Linked DNA regions of Mus musculus: region 2 is linked to region 1. The links are chromatin contacts, called in public ChIA-PET maps. All regions are on one chromosome and are shown on one strand. The core of a region is the stretch at or near the end of the contact, and the rest is flanking DNA. Distances in the headings are between cores, read along the strand shown. Region 1 holds the start of Ncf4 (neutrophil cytosolic factor 4). Region 2 holds the start of Il2rb (interleukin 2 receptor, beta chain).

Region 1 (7,740 bases), core at 3,439-5,938:
GGTTTGCACGTGCCAACAGGATGCACGTGGCGTTCAGAGGACAACATTTAGGAATCAATTCTCTCCTTCCATCATGTGAGACCTAGAGATCAAACTCAAGTGGGCAGGCTTGGCTACAAACACCTTTAGTCACCGAGCCATCTTGAGGGCCCAAGATAGCTAACATACTTCTGAGAGACAAATATTATCTCAATTTAGGAAACTGGATGCACAAACTCGTGGCCAAGAAGGCGGCAGTGCCGGGGCATGTGATGCTTGTGACCTCACACCAGCTCTGCCTCCGGGAGGGTGGGGCCTTACCTTCATGGGATTTGCCTTTTCAGCCTCCCCCCAGCCTCTGGGTACTCGGCTCTGCCTGGGATCGGCCAGCGATGGCTATTTATGGCTCAGGGAGGCGTCCAGTGAAACTCCCCTCATAAATTATGAAGGGAGACACATGTGGGTCAGGACAGGAGAACTTGGTGCATGAGGGAACCCCGGGACTCTTGCTCTCTCTAATCAGGGATTTTCCTTCTGTTCCCAAGGAAGCAGCTGCTGCAGATGGCAGAACAGCCAGCGTCGCAAGGGGTCCCAGGGTCCTCTCAGGTCCTGCTGTTTGGGCTCCTAGCCCTGACTGCTGACAGCTCTCTGCCTTGTCCCCTAAATGGGGCTGTCTGCATTTTCATGGTTCCTATGCCCACACAAGGAGGGCTTGAACAGTGCTGGATGTTTTGTGCCCTGCCCATTCTCTCTCTCTCTCTCTCTCTCTCTCTCTCTCTCTCTCTCTCTCTCTCTCTCTCTCTCCTCTCAGCTATTTTCTGAGCATGCTCAGTCTTGCTCTGGGGGTACCCAAAAACCTGGATCCCCTGGAGCTATCCCTTTCCGAATGGCCCTTGACACCTGGTTTGAGTGTGTGGTGTTTCTTTTTTTATGCTGTAGTTTCTTGGTTATTGTTAGTCTTTTGTTTAAATCCTATCTACCTTTAACTCCCTCTAGCAATTCATTCCTCCCTCTGACTTGCTAATTTCAAGTCTCTAACCTGGTCACTAAGCGGCTAGCATTGGGGAGATGTGGAAGAAGCCTGACAGAAGTCAGGGGTTGAGAACTTTCTTCTGTAAATGAAACATGCCAGTCTCCATGTGGCCTTTGAGCTTCGATGGCTATCTGTCTGTTTGAGACAGGGCTTGCCGTGTAGCCCAGGCTGGCCCACGCCGAAGGTGAAGTGGGGAGTCAGCTGGAGTCGGGAAGATTGCACCAGCGGCTGCTTGGTATGTGTGCCGAGCAACGGAGGCTTTCTTATTTAAGGGGCGGACTGAGGGGCCTGGGTGACTCCTCTCTCCCTGGGACAGGTGGCTGCATGAAATGAGGAGCCGGGACGGGAGGAGAGCAGGAAGCATGGCAGCTCAGGACGGGAGCCCACTGCTGACAGGGTGTCTGGCTTCCAATTACACTGCCTCAGAGCTCCACATAAAATTAGCAGCAGCATTCTCTGTAAAAGGAGCCAGAGAAATAACCACATTCAGCAGAACCGCAAGCAGGGACGGAAGACAGAGGGAGAAAGGGCAGGCTTGGCCCAGCGTGGACTCCAGGTCCCTTCTAGGACACCCTTGGCCCCTGCTGCCCAGGTGGCTCCCAGGCTGAGTCAGGAACACAGACAGGATAATCCTGCAGGGGTCGGGGGGGGGGGAGGGGGGCTGAGTGTGGGAGTGTGGGAAGGGGGGGACTGAGGGGACCTGGTCAGGTGGCCTAGAGGGCTCAACACACACACACACACACACACACACACACACACACACACACACACACACGGGTGGGGGAGGGAGAGGGAGAGAGAAAGCCAAAAAGAAAAATAAAGGAGAAATGGTTTAGAATATGTTGGCTTGTGGGAGGACATGCTGCCCTTGTGTGTATGTGCTTGAGTGTGTGTCTGTGTGTATGTGATGTGTTTGTGTATGTGTGTATGTTGTATGTGTATGTGTGTGTGTCTGTGTGTGTTTCTGTGTGTGTGTATCTTTGTGTGTTTCTGTATCTCTCTGTGTGCATGATGTGTGTATATATATGTGTATGTGTGTGTTTGTGTGTGTGTGCATTGTGTGCATGTGTGTGTATGTATGCTTGTGTGTACCTGTGTGTGTTTATGTATATGTGTCTGTGAGTGTATGTGTGTGTATCTGTGACTATATGTGCGTGTCTCTGTGTGCATGTTTGTGTATGTGTGTCTGTGTCTGCATGTGCATGTATGTGTGTGTGTATATTCGTGTCTGTGCCTGTGTGTGTCTCTCTGTGTATATGTGTGTGTGTGTACATGGGCCACCACCAAGACTCCATCAGAGAAAAGTATTCGCTCTGCTTGTGACGTCACCACTCTCCGAGTCAGAGGCTCTTTAGAGACCCTCAGAAACAGGCATACCTGCCCACACACAGTTGTACTCGTCTCTGCACAAACTGGCCTTGAACTCCTGGTCCTCCTGCCTCCACGTCCTGAGAACTGGGATTACATGTGTTCTTACCCTTGTTTTATTTGGTGCTGGGACTGAGCCCAGGGCTTCACTCACGCTACACAAGTGCTCTGCATCCCAGCCCCAAACCAGCACATTTTCAAGCCAGGACAGGCATGCTGTGACACAGTCTCTCACTAGTGCTATGTGACATTCTCTTGTGGAAGCAATGTCACCATTTCCTGTTTCATGACCACCTGTTGACCAACATTCTCCTCTGCAGGGGCCAAGCTTGTACCTCTGTGCTCACAGACCCCCCTCTTCCACTGCACCCCTCCTTGCTCCCCTGGTTGTTTCCTCCAAAAGCTGGGACGCCTGAGCCCCGAGGCCCAGCCAGAGCCTCTGAATCATGTCTAGCTCCTCAGGTGTGAATTCTTCTGAAGTCCAAGGCGCCTGGATTTGCAGTTTTGTGTAGTGCTGACTCCGAACTGCTTCCTCAGCACAGTTCAGAGCCAGCTTTTCTCTGGATTTCACACCAGTGGGGGCTTCAGGCTCGAGGCTCCCTCTGTCTACCCGTGGCTGGAGAACTTCCTTCGCTTCCTCGGGCACCCAGGCCAATGGCTGAGAAACCCTCTTCGGTGTTTGCTGTGATATCCAGCTTCACATGAGAGCTCAAGGTGGACTTCCTGCCAGCAGTGGGACATGTGACCTGCATCTGGTCTCTGGCCAGTCACTGGAGCCTCATCTTTAGTAACACATGTGTTTGCCGTTCCCTAGGCCTGGGTATCAGTCTCCATCCTCAGTCATGGGTACAATTCCTGCTCGTCTTAGACCTCTCAGATCACCTTTCCTTGTCTTGAGCAGGGATTTGTATGCTTAAAAGAGCTAACTCTGTGAACTGCGGTACTTCTGTGTGCTGGGAGTAGGTCAGACCGTCCATTCTACGTTCCTCTACCACCCTGATCTATCTGTGCAGTGCAAAGGCCTTGATGAACATGCAGTCACTGGTGGAGTGTCCCTCTCCCACTTTCCTGTCCCCTCCTGTGACTTTCTTCATCCTCGTTTCTGTCTCCCCAGGAGCCCATGCCCTGCCTGGCCACGGGGAGGGCAGTTCTCACTGGGCAGACTCTATCCTGGGAGCTCTAGGTTCATCCTCTCTGGGCTGGGTCAGGGCCAGAAGATCCCTTCAGGGTGACAGGATGGAGGGGGGACATTTTAAAGTAAGGATCCTAAAACATTCTATATTCTTGGAGCCAGATCCTGAGGAGTCTGAGACTGCTTCCAATCCAGCCCCATTTAAGGTGAGAAACATAGGCCGTTCCAGATTCCTCAGGGGGAAAGCCCTGTCCCCACAGCCACGTTCCAAAGTTGGGGAGATAGGAGCCTGATTCAGGCAGGCTGGGCAGGCTGCCATCTCTCCTTCTGTCTTAGCATACCATCAAGTGGAGCTGGGGGTTGGGGGACATTCTCTGGGCTGCTGGGCCCATCCTCACTGTAGGCTTTGGAGAGCTCCCTACAGAACCAAGCATTAGAAGGAGCTGACGAAGAACTTCCTCCTTCTGCTCACATAATCTGGGTGTCCGCAGCGTAGTGCTGGCCTGGAAGAAGCCTAACACACAAACACACGTTTGGAACACACTGGGGTAGGGAACCCCGCTGGTGAGAGCTTGCCGCAGGAAAAGCCCGGAGAGTGGCAGGGAGGGTCTGGTGAGGACAGGTTTGTTTCTTAGAGGGCAGCTTCTGAGCTGAGACCTACAGGAGATAGGAGAGGAGCATTGGGAATGTGGTGGCAATGAGGGAAGAGAGATTGGGAGAGCAGGCAGCCCACGGGGCCTTGGGGATTCTGAAGCCAGCAGCGGGGGCTTGGGGCTTTTCTGAGAGCTGAGTAGGGAGGTGGAGGCAGATTGTAAGGAGAGCCTCTGTGTGGATGGAAGCTCTGGGAGAGCTGAATGTGGTATCTCAGAGCCCAGAGCCCCAGATGGGGCATAAAACAATGACTTCCTAGTATAAGAGGGAGGGGGACCAGGAGAGCTTCCTGGAAAAAGCACTATCTCCACCAGACCTTAGGAATGAATGGCAGGTCTTGGATGCTTGAGAAAGGGATTCAGGAAGAAGCCTGAGGAGGAAGTCCACAAGTGTCCTTGATGGACTACCCAGGGCTAAAACTGCTCTATGGTGGGTGGAGCTCAGCACCAGAGACAGGCACTGAGGAAATCCCCAAAGCCAGTGGCCTCACGCAAGCCCAGCACCCAAGGGTGCCACTTCCTCAACTGCTGTGCAGCTGGGAAGTGGCTGAGAAGACGTGTGAGGGCCAGGCAGCTCAAAGCCTGAAGGAGGTACTTCAAGGAGGGTCCAGAGAAGCTGGGCAGGGCGGGACCTCCTCAAAGGCTGCCCCTGGGGACACCCCAAGCTTCAGGAAGCTCTCAGATGCACATAGGAGGAAGTGAGAGGTGAACTCGGCCTGGATCTGGTTGGGCAAGGCCCCCATCCATCTGCTTTTCTGACTACCCACAGCCATGGCCCTGGCCCAGCAGCTGCGATCAGAGAGGTGAGAGTGTGCCTCTATTCCCTGCCAGGCTTTCTCAATGATCCCAATAGGCCTGGGGGGTGGGTATGGGGAAGTAAGAGGCTGTCCCTCCTGTCACCTGATATCAGTGGATCAGCACAGAGTCAAATTTGAAGGTCTTGCTGAATGATACTGCAGGAGCTGCATGCTCCAGCAGATGTTTCTAGAACCTTGACTTAGTAGGTCGGCAGTGTTATGCACCAGTAAGAAGCCTAAGGCTCAGAATGGGGAGTGGCTTGGATGTGGCCAAGGACCACAGGGTGAGTGGGTGGCAGAGCCTGGGAGCAGAGGTGTCCTGGGTGCTAGGCTTGGGTTCTGGGTTCCTGGTTCCACACTGCAATCAGGAGCGGCTCTTCCATCTGCCCTTCAGACTGAAACTGGCCTCTGCGTTTTCCTATCTTTAGGTTCAGATAGCCCAGGCTCTGCCGTCTGACCCCTCACTCCACTTCCTTGTCCTGAACAGGTCTTAGATGCTTGGCACAATGTTGGGGGCCGGGTCTTTGCTCTGCCTGCTCTGAGGGTGTTTTAGTTTTTTGGATCACAGTTGTGTCTCTGGGAGGCCGAACAGCCCTGGGACACACTGAGAGCTCACTACATCTGCTAAGAGCTCAAAAATGACCCAGATCTATCTTGGACAATGCTGACATTATACAGGTAGGGACAAGGAGACCTGATGGCCCCAAGCCCGGCCACCTCATTCAGTCAGCACTTGCTCAGTGTCTCTTATGGAGACAGCCCTGTGTTCCCATCTGCATGTGGAGACCCAAATGACAGAACCGTCCCCTGGATCAAGCAGAAAGCAACGTTAGGAAGCCAAGTGTCCATGTGAACTGCTTGAGAGTCACCAGAACAGGTCTGACTGACAAGACCCAGGTGTGAGCAAAGCACTCGTGGGATCTGGAAAAGGGGATGGGATTCCTGTAGGTCAAAGGTCAGAGGAGGTTTGTCTGTAACAAGAGTTAGTGTTGGGTGGGGGTCCTTCCATAGCTATAGAGAGTGTTACTGGGGTGCTAAGTAAGGCTGCATAATATGACTCCAGCCTTTCTCACCCCCAAGTTCTCCTAGGAGACTGACAGACATGCAAACTTGAATCTTCTAGAAACTGTAGCCACTAGAAGCTTGGGTCCCTTCTTGTTTCTTGGGGTGCAGAGTTCAGATGGTGCCTGTAAGGACTATCAGGGCTCAGTGTTTCCTCCGCCCACTCTGCCCTTTCCACAGCTGTTCCCCCGCCCTCTGAGGGGGGTGGCTCTCCTCCTCTGCCCCTGATAGGACCATGGACCCAGGTCCTAGGGCCATCAGACCCAGTATCTCCAGCGTCCTCTTTGAGAACCAGTCCGGCAGAGATACAGACGAGGAGATATCATATATAGTGTCTCTTCCAGGGCAGCTGCAGAGTTTAGCTCCCATGGCCACATGTCATTCCAGCTCCCACTGTGATTGAGGTACCACACACCTGCAGTTTTCAGGACTCCCCTAGATCAGGTCCCCAAGCGGACCTCCATGTGTAGCTCCCGTGTGCACGGAGCCTGGTATCCACCCAACAAAACCCGTGTGGGGTCCGAGGGGGACAGCTATCTTCCCAGTCCCCTTCCCTCTCCCCACACCACAGCCTCCTTGGCAGCTCAGCTGCAGACGGCTCACACTGGGACAAGTGGAAGTAGCCGCTCAGGACCTTCTAGGCGCCTGGCGCCGCTCTGGGTGCTTAGGGGATGCAGTGTGCTCTTATGGGGTGGCAGGGATTTGATGATTGTCTCCATTTTCAGAGAGGGGTGGGAGGAGCCGGAGGATGGGGAGAGGCCCCACAAGGTCTCTTCTGACAGGGAGCTGAGTGAATTCTGGTCCTAGTCCAGGGTATTATCTGGCCCTGTCTGGCCTAGTATGTCTTCTGACACTAGCGCTGCCCAGACACTTCTGGTTTCTCCTACCCCAGAGAAAGGTTGCTGTTCTTCCACGAGGCAGGAAGGCCCCTTGTGTGAGATCTGTCTGCTTCTGGCCTCTTTTCCCTTGCTCTGTCTCCTGTCCTGCCTCTGATCATGCCTGCCTTCCTGAAGTTTCTTGAAATTGTCCCTCTTATACGATTTCCAGGGAGTCTTTGTGCTGTCCACTCCCTCTCCTGCCTGATAGGACCTCCCTGGTGCCGTAGCCGGCTCTCTGTGCTTTCCTTACCCTTGGCTGTAGGGAACCCCACTTTCCCATGGCAATCCTAACGTCCCCACCCCCACCCCCACCAACTGTCTTCTGCTCCACTGTTGGTGTCTTGAAGAACGTGATGAGGGTCACCCGTGGAAAGTCCTTGGCCCGTGATGAAACAGAGGGATTACTTCTTGGGTATTCAATTTCCCCACTCCTCAGAGCTATGGAGTACAAGAAGCAGAGAGCAGGACCCCGTGATGCTAAGAAGTGTCTGTTCTGTGCTCCGGGCTGCAGAATGCGGGGAACAGGCCCAGTGCTGGGCTTCATCCAAGGTCTCTCAGCTTCTTTGTCTCGAATCCCACTCACCTCACCTGGGCAAGCTCCATAACCTCTCGGTGCCTCACCATCACCCTACCCCAAGGTGGCTCTATCTCCAAGGAGTAGGTGCCCAGTTCCTGGTGTGGTGTGAGCACTCTCAGCCATTAGTGTTACCCAAACTTCCAGAATGGCCAACGGCTATTTTTCCCTTTCCAGTTCCCTCCTGCCCCACCCCAGCTTCTGGGGGAAGTGGGTGAGGCCACTCTTTCAGAGGATGTCCTCATGGGACATGTTGAAAAGCGAGTG
Region 2 (7,740 bases), core at 3,702-6,201, 250 kb after region 1:
ACGCACACGCACACGCACACGCACACACACACACACATGCACACACACTGCTACTCAGGCTACTTACCTCTGGGAACGACCCGAGGATCAGGTTGCAGGCCCAGGATGCCTGCCTCACAAGAGTTAGCTCACAGGTTTTGTTCCAGTGTCTTGCAGAACAGAAAAGTCACATCAGAAACCAAGTCAGGACCACAGAGCCATCCAAGGACCCTTCTCAGGCTCCATTGTGCCAGAGACAGCAGCACAGTAGGCAAGCAGCCAGCTCCCCACCCCAGCCTGGCCTCCCAGCAGCCAGAGTGACCAAGAAATTCAGCCCCACTCCTGCCCGAGAGCCCTTACCTCCAGGCAGCTAAAGTCAGCCTGACAAAGCCTATGGCTCCCCAGATACTTCCCCAGGCAATGTAACCCCACAGCTGCCTGTGGGGTCTCCCAAATACCAGATTAATATATATATTAATTATATATATTATATATGTATAATATATATAATATATCAGGCACTAAGTACCCTGATTACCTTTTTATGAAGTCTAACCTTGCATGAAAGGCTCACAGTCACTGTCCCCAAACTACCTGGTCCAGGACCTTGCTAGCTCTCAACTAAAGCCTGGATCACAGCCACTTTTGGGGGCCCACATGACTGAGTGTCTGAGCCTGGTGCTAACCACTGTGGATCTCAAGCCCAGGCAGGATTCCACAGCTTGGAGGTCCCACAGCCCTGAGGTCCTGGCGAGACCAGGCTACACTCACCGCAGGTTCGACTTGGCATGGACGTGGCAGGTTGTGACATTCAGAGCCTCTTCATGGCTCCACATGCAAGAGACATTGGCTCTTGAGTTGTAGAAGCATTCAAGATGGGAACAGTCTGTGGGCAGAGTGGGGTGTGAGTGGCTGGCTACGAGACATACATGGCCTCTGGATATGTCCACTACCCTGCGCTTGGCACCCTGTGCCTGCCCCAGGAAGAGGTAGGGGACTCAGCTGGGAAGAAAAGGAATTCGAGTTCATTTCATTGCCATGTGTGTGTGTGTGTGTGTGTGTGTGTGTGTGTGTGTGTTTGTGTTCATGTGCATGTATGTAGATACACACGCCACAGACTCTGTTTTCACTATAAATGACCAACCCATCACAAGAAACTGGTGGCAGTAGGTGGTCATGGTATGTGTATAGAGGCCAGAGGACAACTTTTAGAGATCAACTCTCTCCTTCCACCACAGCATCTGGGAAATTGAACTCAGGTTGTCAAGTCTGTGGGGCAAACACTTTGCCCAGTGAGCCACTTTGCCAGCCCATTCCTGACTTGTTTTTATGTGAGTGTTGGAATTCTGGACGCCAGTTCTCATGCTTGTACGCCTGTGCCAGGCACTCTGCCCACTGAGCCACCTGTCACAACCCCAATCCAGACCCATTTCAAAGGGAAGACACAGAGCGCCTATCCATGGCCAAGCAGGCCCCATCAGCAGCCTCTGCATGTGTCTGGGAGAAGCCTGTGCAAGCTCAGGAAGATGGATACCTGCCCTTGGGTCCCACTGCCTTGTCCCTCTTCACCTTGCCTCCCAGGCTAGATGGATCTCCTCCCTGAAGCAGGAATCTGGGATGTGACCTCCCACTGGGGAAAGTATGGACATCAAAATGCCAGATGCTCACTTTTCACTGCTGCAGATGCCCAAGGTGTAGCCAGGAGCAGGAGGAAGACGTAGAGGGACAGGCTCCAGGGAAGAGCTATGGTAGCCATCACAGCTGAGAGGAGCTGAGGATGCAAACCCTAAGTGGAGAAGGAAAGAACAAGTCAGAAACCCCACCCCACTCTACCCTCTCTCCGCCCAGCCAGAGCAAAGCAGGCCCAGGCTCTCTCTCCCTCTGAGCTCCCTTCCTTCCTCCAGAGGTGCCTAAAATGTCAGACCAAACCAGTCCTTACACGGACTCTGTTTTCACTATAAATGACCAACCCATCACAAGAAACTGGTGGCAGTAGGTGGTCATGCAAGGAGTTCCTAGGGGCAGCCACCGGCTCTCCGGAGCACGGTGTGAATGAGGTGTCTCCCACCCAAAGCATCTTTGGCAGATGCCCACCCCATGTACCCAGGTGAGGTGAGGTGACAGGGACTCAGCTCTGTGATTGGACAGCCAAGTCCCTGGGTGACTAATAGGCGAGAAGCATCCACATCATAGCTGTTCTGGGAAAAGGAATCGCTCAGGCCCCAAGCAGGATAGAGACCAGCTCAAGACTTTTGCACATGACTTAAAACAGTGTTCAGTTTGAAAACACACATACACGCATGCATTCACGTACCTATGTATATGAGTCATAGACAGTCTATCAGGACAAGGACATTTGGATTCCATTCATTCCTGGGTCTCTGATCTCCAAATGAATACCTATCACAGGGCTACCAAGAGCACCCACTTCAGCCCTGAGGAGCATGGAAGGCAAGACCGTGGCCTGCCTTAGGTGGTTCTTGCAGTCCACATAAGCTGGTGGCTTTGGTCTGGACCTCTAAAAGCCTCCCTGGACTTGTCCTTCCCACATTGCACCCAAGGCTCCTGGTATCCCATTTCTCATTCTCTTTTCTGCTGGTTCTGTGGCACTCGCCCTGGTCTCCCCCATGAAGGAAGGACAATCTACCTTGGGTTGCCTTCCATCCCTCTGGCTTGTCACCTACCACACTGCCAAGGCAGTGTGCCCACTCCAAACCACTGACCTCGGAACACAGGAGGCCCTCAATAAATGTCATGCACTGAAGGGTTTGTGGGACAGCAAGTGATGGGTGGCGGCCCGGTGACAGTGTTTGCCGGGTATGTTCATCAAACACTGCCCAGGCCTTGTGCCCAGGCCCTCATACTTCCAGCTACTCTATGCTGCCTGGCAGCTCAGCAGCTATTTGGTGTCTTTGCTAGGCAGACAAGGAGACCAAGGATCCCAGGACCAAGTCTACGGAACTGGGGTTCCACCCCAGACCTCCCTTCCCTGGAAGATCAACTCCCCGCAGGTGCTTGGGTAGAAAGGGAGCCCTAACAGGTTCAGCCCAAGCAAGGGGCCTTCCACAGCCCCTTGTGAGCCCAACAGGATCTGAAGCACTCTACGTGTTCATTCAATAAGGCAGCAAGCCAGGTCGGACCCAGACATCTGAGCAGCCTCATGATGGCGTGGGGTTGGGGTGAGGGAGGGCATAACCCTGGGGGAGAGGAAGAGGAATGAAAGAGGCAAGATTATAGCCGGGCCACAAGCCACAGCCAAAAACAGAGAATGCCTAAGAAAAGGCACTCAAACCTGCTCCCCACCCCTGGCTGAAGAGGCACAAAAGCATCCACCCATCATGGACAGGGTTAGACGGAAGAGCATATGGAAGGTTCTGGAAGGGTCAGGCTGGGGGGCAGGGTAGCTTCAAGCAGTCATGGTGGTTGCAGCTTCCTTCGGCAAGAGGGAAACTGAATCTCTGGGAGACTAAGAAAACCACTCCAAAACCACACAGCACAAGGCCAGCCTCGGGCAGAGTGAGTACAGCCCAAGAATCTCAGAGTCCCAGGCACTGTCCCCCTGAGGCTCACCCACGTATGCCCTTCGCAACCACCAGACGTTCATCTCCCTGACTCATATATGTCTCCGCTGAGGCCCTGAAAAGGTCTGTCATCCCACAGACCCAGGCTGCTCTAACTGGGTCACCTGATTTCCAGTACAGTGGTGATGCTGACGGAGGAGGAGGGTCAGCCATGAGTGACAGTCGTGTCACACTCCCTGCGTCAGACTGACCCACACATGTCACAGAGAGGTCTCACAGCACAAGAGCAGGTTCTGTGACTGACTGCTCCTTCCCTATGGGAAGATCAGGGCCTAAAGCAGCCTGTTTCCCAGGATAAAGGTTCCAGTGCTGGGGCAGTCCAAGGCCTCACAGGTCTGTGAGGTACAGGGTCGACTGAGGGAGGACGGACGGCAAGCAAGAGCTTGTCTGTCAGATCTGGTGGCCTTTGACCTCAGAGATCCTTTCTCTGGCCACCTCTCCAGAGACACACACATTCACAAAGACACACACACACACACACACACACACACACACACCACTGTTCACCTCTTGCTGTTCAGTTCAGCTGAGGAGTGTGTGAAAGAAAGGGGACCTTCAAAGGTAGTTCTGCCTTCCTCAGCCACCCACCTTGGCCCTGAAGTACTGTAAACACAGCTAACGGTGGGAAGCTCCTACCTCAGGCAGCCTCGGAGACGGAGCCCCATGCCTGGCGATGTCCTTAACCTCTCTAGCCACTCGGTAATGTCAGAGACAAATCTAAGCTAGAACTCTACCTCTGACCTCCAGCCTAGGGCCCTCAGAAACCTGTCAATCAACATAGCTGACTGGACAGCCAGGTCCCAGGGGGAGATTCCTTCTCTCTTTCTCACTAAGGAGAATTCTCCAGGCTGAGATGAACTCCACAGGCGTCAGCGTTGAATCCCACCTGTCCCATACACGCCATGCCACCTCCCAATACTGACGAGCTACAAATCTTTTCCTCCACCCTTCTGGGCTAAGACATCCCCACACAGGATCCAGGGAAGTCCCTCCTAGCGAAAATGGCACACAGCTTCCCACAGAGTAGACTGGGAAGAAGCCACTGTGCCCTGACATTGGAAGGGGTTTATTCTTAAAGGAGAAACCATGACAGCCAGGCTACCCCCTTCCCCAGGGAATCCTAAGACAAGGTTAATCATCAAAGCCCAGATACAAACTACAAAGGGAACCAAGTTAGAGATGAGCGCCCCCTCCCAGCTCCCTGTCCCTTGGGAGGACCAGCAAGAGGTAGTGGGGTGCCCAGGGCTCCCAGGGGACCACACAGGGGCATCACCTGGCTGCAACATGGAGTTGTGTCGAGATGTTCCCTGCAGTCCTGCTGGAGGTTGGGTCCACGGCCATCTCCTGCTCCGCAGCTTAGGTAGCAGACAACAGCTAGGCCAGCAACAGACTGAAACCCAAGGCGAGCCCACTTCCTGTATAGAGGATGAGGGGCAAGGCCCAATGGGAGGTGGAGAGATGGGGGGTGATGAGGTAGCCTGAAACTCCACACACACCTAGCACTGATAAGATCTCCTCCTACGCCCAGGGGCAGCCACTGAATGTGGTGGCACACACGCTCACACAGTTACTGTGGTACAGGGACCTAGCTATGCACAGAACCTGAGGGGGCAGGCCCTTCTTTGCCTACTCTTCCCCGCTACATCTCACACATGCCACCCTAACACCATCGACTTCTGCTCACGCATGAGCACACACGCGCATGCACACACACACACACACACACACACACACACACACACACACATACATATGCTCACACCCTAACACCAAAGCCACCCACAGACACATCATCCCTCTAGGACCTAGAGTCTAGGTGTCCTCTTTGCTGATCTCCATTTTAGCCATCCCCCAGCCCCCGCTACATGCTGCCCTTTACTTCAGTCTCTGAGATGCCCTTTATTTAGGCTAGCATTCAAAGGTGACTGACTGGTTTTAAGGCTTGATAAGCAGTTTGATGGCCAATGAGTGGCCCTCCTATCACTTTCTTCCTTTCCGAGTTGTAAGTTCTAATCCTTCCTCTCTCGGTGAGATAGGGTGGCAGGGTTCAGTTCACGGCTTTTATTTTTAACAATGAAGTCACGAATTTCTCCGTAAATGAATGGGTGTTTATTTACATATTGTATCACAGGACCAGGGACTCCCCGTTTCTATCTCCCCTTCATCTTGGTTTTAATGCCAGGCTTGGGGAAATATGACAAGCTTCTGCCCTCTTGTGAAAAGAAGGGAGTTGTAAGAATTCTGTTCTCTGGACATAACAGCCATTACCATCTTCATCGGGGCAGCTGTAACTGCCACAAGAGAGCCACACGATTGGACCTGCTGATGTTCATCCCCTCACAAGAAGGGAAGAGAAGTAACAGGAACCCCTCCCCTGAGGTCCAGCTTTAGCGATGTGTAACTGAACTCAGGGGTACTTACACACTAGAGAGGATAGGTTAGCCAAAGAAGAAGTGACTCCATCTATACAACTATGGGGATGCCATCATCCATGCTCAGCTGTGACTTCCCAGTAACATAGTTGCTTGGGGGGGTGGTCACCCAAACTGATGTAAGCAACCCCTTACTCCATAAATGTGCACAAGAAACTCACTAGCTCACCAAGCTAGACTTCAGTGGAGCTGTTTCTTGCTCTGTCGTTGGTGCCCTGTCTGGGATATGGAGGGACGTATGCACACACACAAAATCCCCAGGACTCTGGGGATGCTGGAGAGTGAAATCAAGAACCCTAAAAAGAGAATTGAGACAAGCCAGGAAAGGAGGTATGTGGGCTGCCATTGCTAGGGAGAGTCACCCCGGCTGTGTGACCTGGACTTGCTGAACTTCAGTTCACAAATCTGTAAAATGGGATTACTATTTTAGTTTCATTGAGGTGACAAAATTCCCAGGCAAAATCAGCTTAAAGGAGGAAAGATTTCTTGTGGCTTTTGGGTGGCCCGGCCCCTGGTGTCTTAGATCTGCCACAGTGAAACACCATGATAAGAGAACAAAGCTGCTCCCTGACTTGTCAAGCAGGAAGTGGGGAAAGGGGAGAAGGCTGAGGACAGGATATGTGTCCAAGGCATGTTCCCAGAGACCTACCTCCTCCAACTACTTCCCACCTCCTATCAGCCCACCAAGCTACAGACTCATCCCTGGACCCATGGCATCCGCATGGCCGCATCCTTATAGCTATATCAGGGCTCCAGACTTCCTGCAGAGGAGCTGTCTGGGGTAGGGTGGGAGAACCTCATAGACAGACTGGAATAGGGTCTTATCAGTTCTTGCCTGAGCCTGGGGTGAGGACTGACACACAGGAAGGTATCCATGAAGACTTGGGATAAAAGCCAGTTCTCCTTGACAGGGCGTGAATGTGCCCCTAAATGTTCATGCATTAGAAATCCAAGCCCCCTAAATTCTTATATTGATTGTCTGTGAGAGCAGAAATCTCAGAGGCCATTAGGGTGGGGGTGAAGGCATGAAGGTGGCTTCCTACAATGGCACTGATGTGGAAGAGAAACAGGAGCCAACATGGCGCTCCCTCCAGCCATGTGACGCCTTTGACCTGTGCTGAGGCAGAAGGAAGGCCTTACCCACTACCTCTGCCAACACTCAGGAAGCTCCACAGCTGTGGGCCCAGCAAGCTCCAACTCTCTGACATACTGAGGCCCAGCCACAGAAAATGGCTAACGACTCTCTCTTGTCCCACCCCCCTCCTCCCCTGGAAGATTCTTTAATAACAGTAGAAGGCAAGAGACATATCCATGGTGACGGGGAGATTGACAGGCCAGGTTTCCCAAGCATAGAATACTTCTGGAAGCTTCTCGGGAAGCCGTGATGAGCGGCTCTTGGCTTTGCATGCAGACCTGGGACTTAGCCTTTCCCTCCAGATAAATGGAACCATTTTATTAAAGCACATGTAAAGTCAAAAGGAATAATTGTCCCTGGGCAGAGTTAGGAGCCACAGGTCCAGTGCCATCATAGCTTAGTCTGTGGGGACGACCCTGACCAGTCTCGCTGATGCAGTTCAGGCCCCTCCCCACTCCTCCATCTTCCCCTCGCCCCTTCCTTCAGCCAGCAAGAACCTATTAAGCAGCCAGGCCAGGGGCGGAGAGAAGCATAGTCTTTACCCTTTACTCAGAGTCTCTGACCTGTGAGACATAGTAGGGGCCCACAGAGGCATGAGGGAAAAGGTGGGCTC

Evidence for each region. ChIA-PET counts read pairs in DNA pulled down with a chosen protein or histone mark.
Region 2: a contact with region 1 is called in an RNA polymerase II ChIA-PET map of memory CD8 T cells, with 49 read pairs. The contact joins the promoter of Il2rb here to the promoter of Ncf4 in region 1. A contact is called at or near these places in 2 of 39 promoter capture datasets (embryonic stem cells and liver), 3 of 115 datasets of contacts at active chromatin or transcription factors (bone marrow-derived macrophages, large pre-B cells and memory CD8 T cells) and 2 of 9 other capture datasets (adipose tissue and liver).

Annotation. Positions count from the first base shown.
Region 1 is chr15:78,240,123-78,247,862 of GRCm38.p6, forward strand. Ncf4 (neutrophil cytosolic factor 4) reads left to right here and starts at 4,689. Exons shown (of 10, transcript NM_008677.2): 1 at 4,689-4,965. The coding sequence starts at 4,934.
Region 2 is chr15:78,490,115-78,497,854 of GRCm38.p6, forward strand. It overlaps Il2rb (interleukin 2 receptor, beta chain), which reads right to left and starts at 4,952. Exons shown (of 10, transcript NM_008368.4): 1 at 4,834-4,952; 2 at 1,648-1,765; 3 at 751-865; 4 at 68-149. The coding sequence starts at 1,735.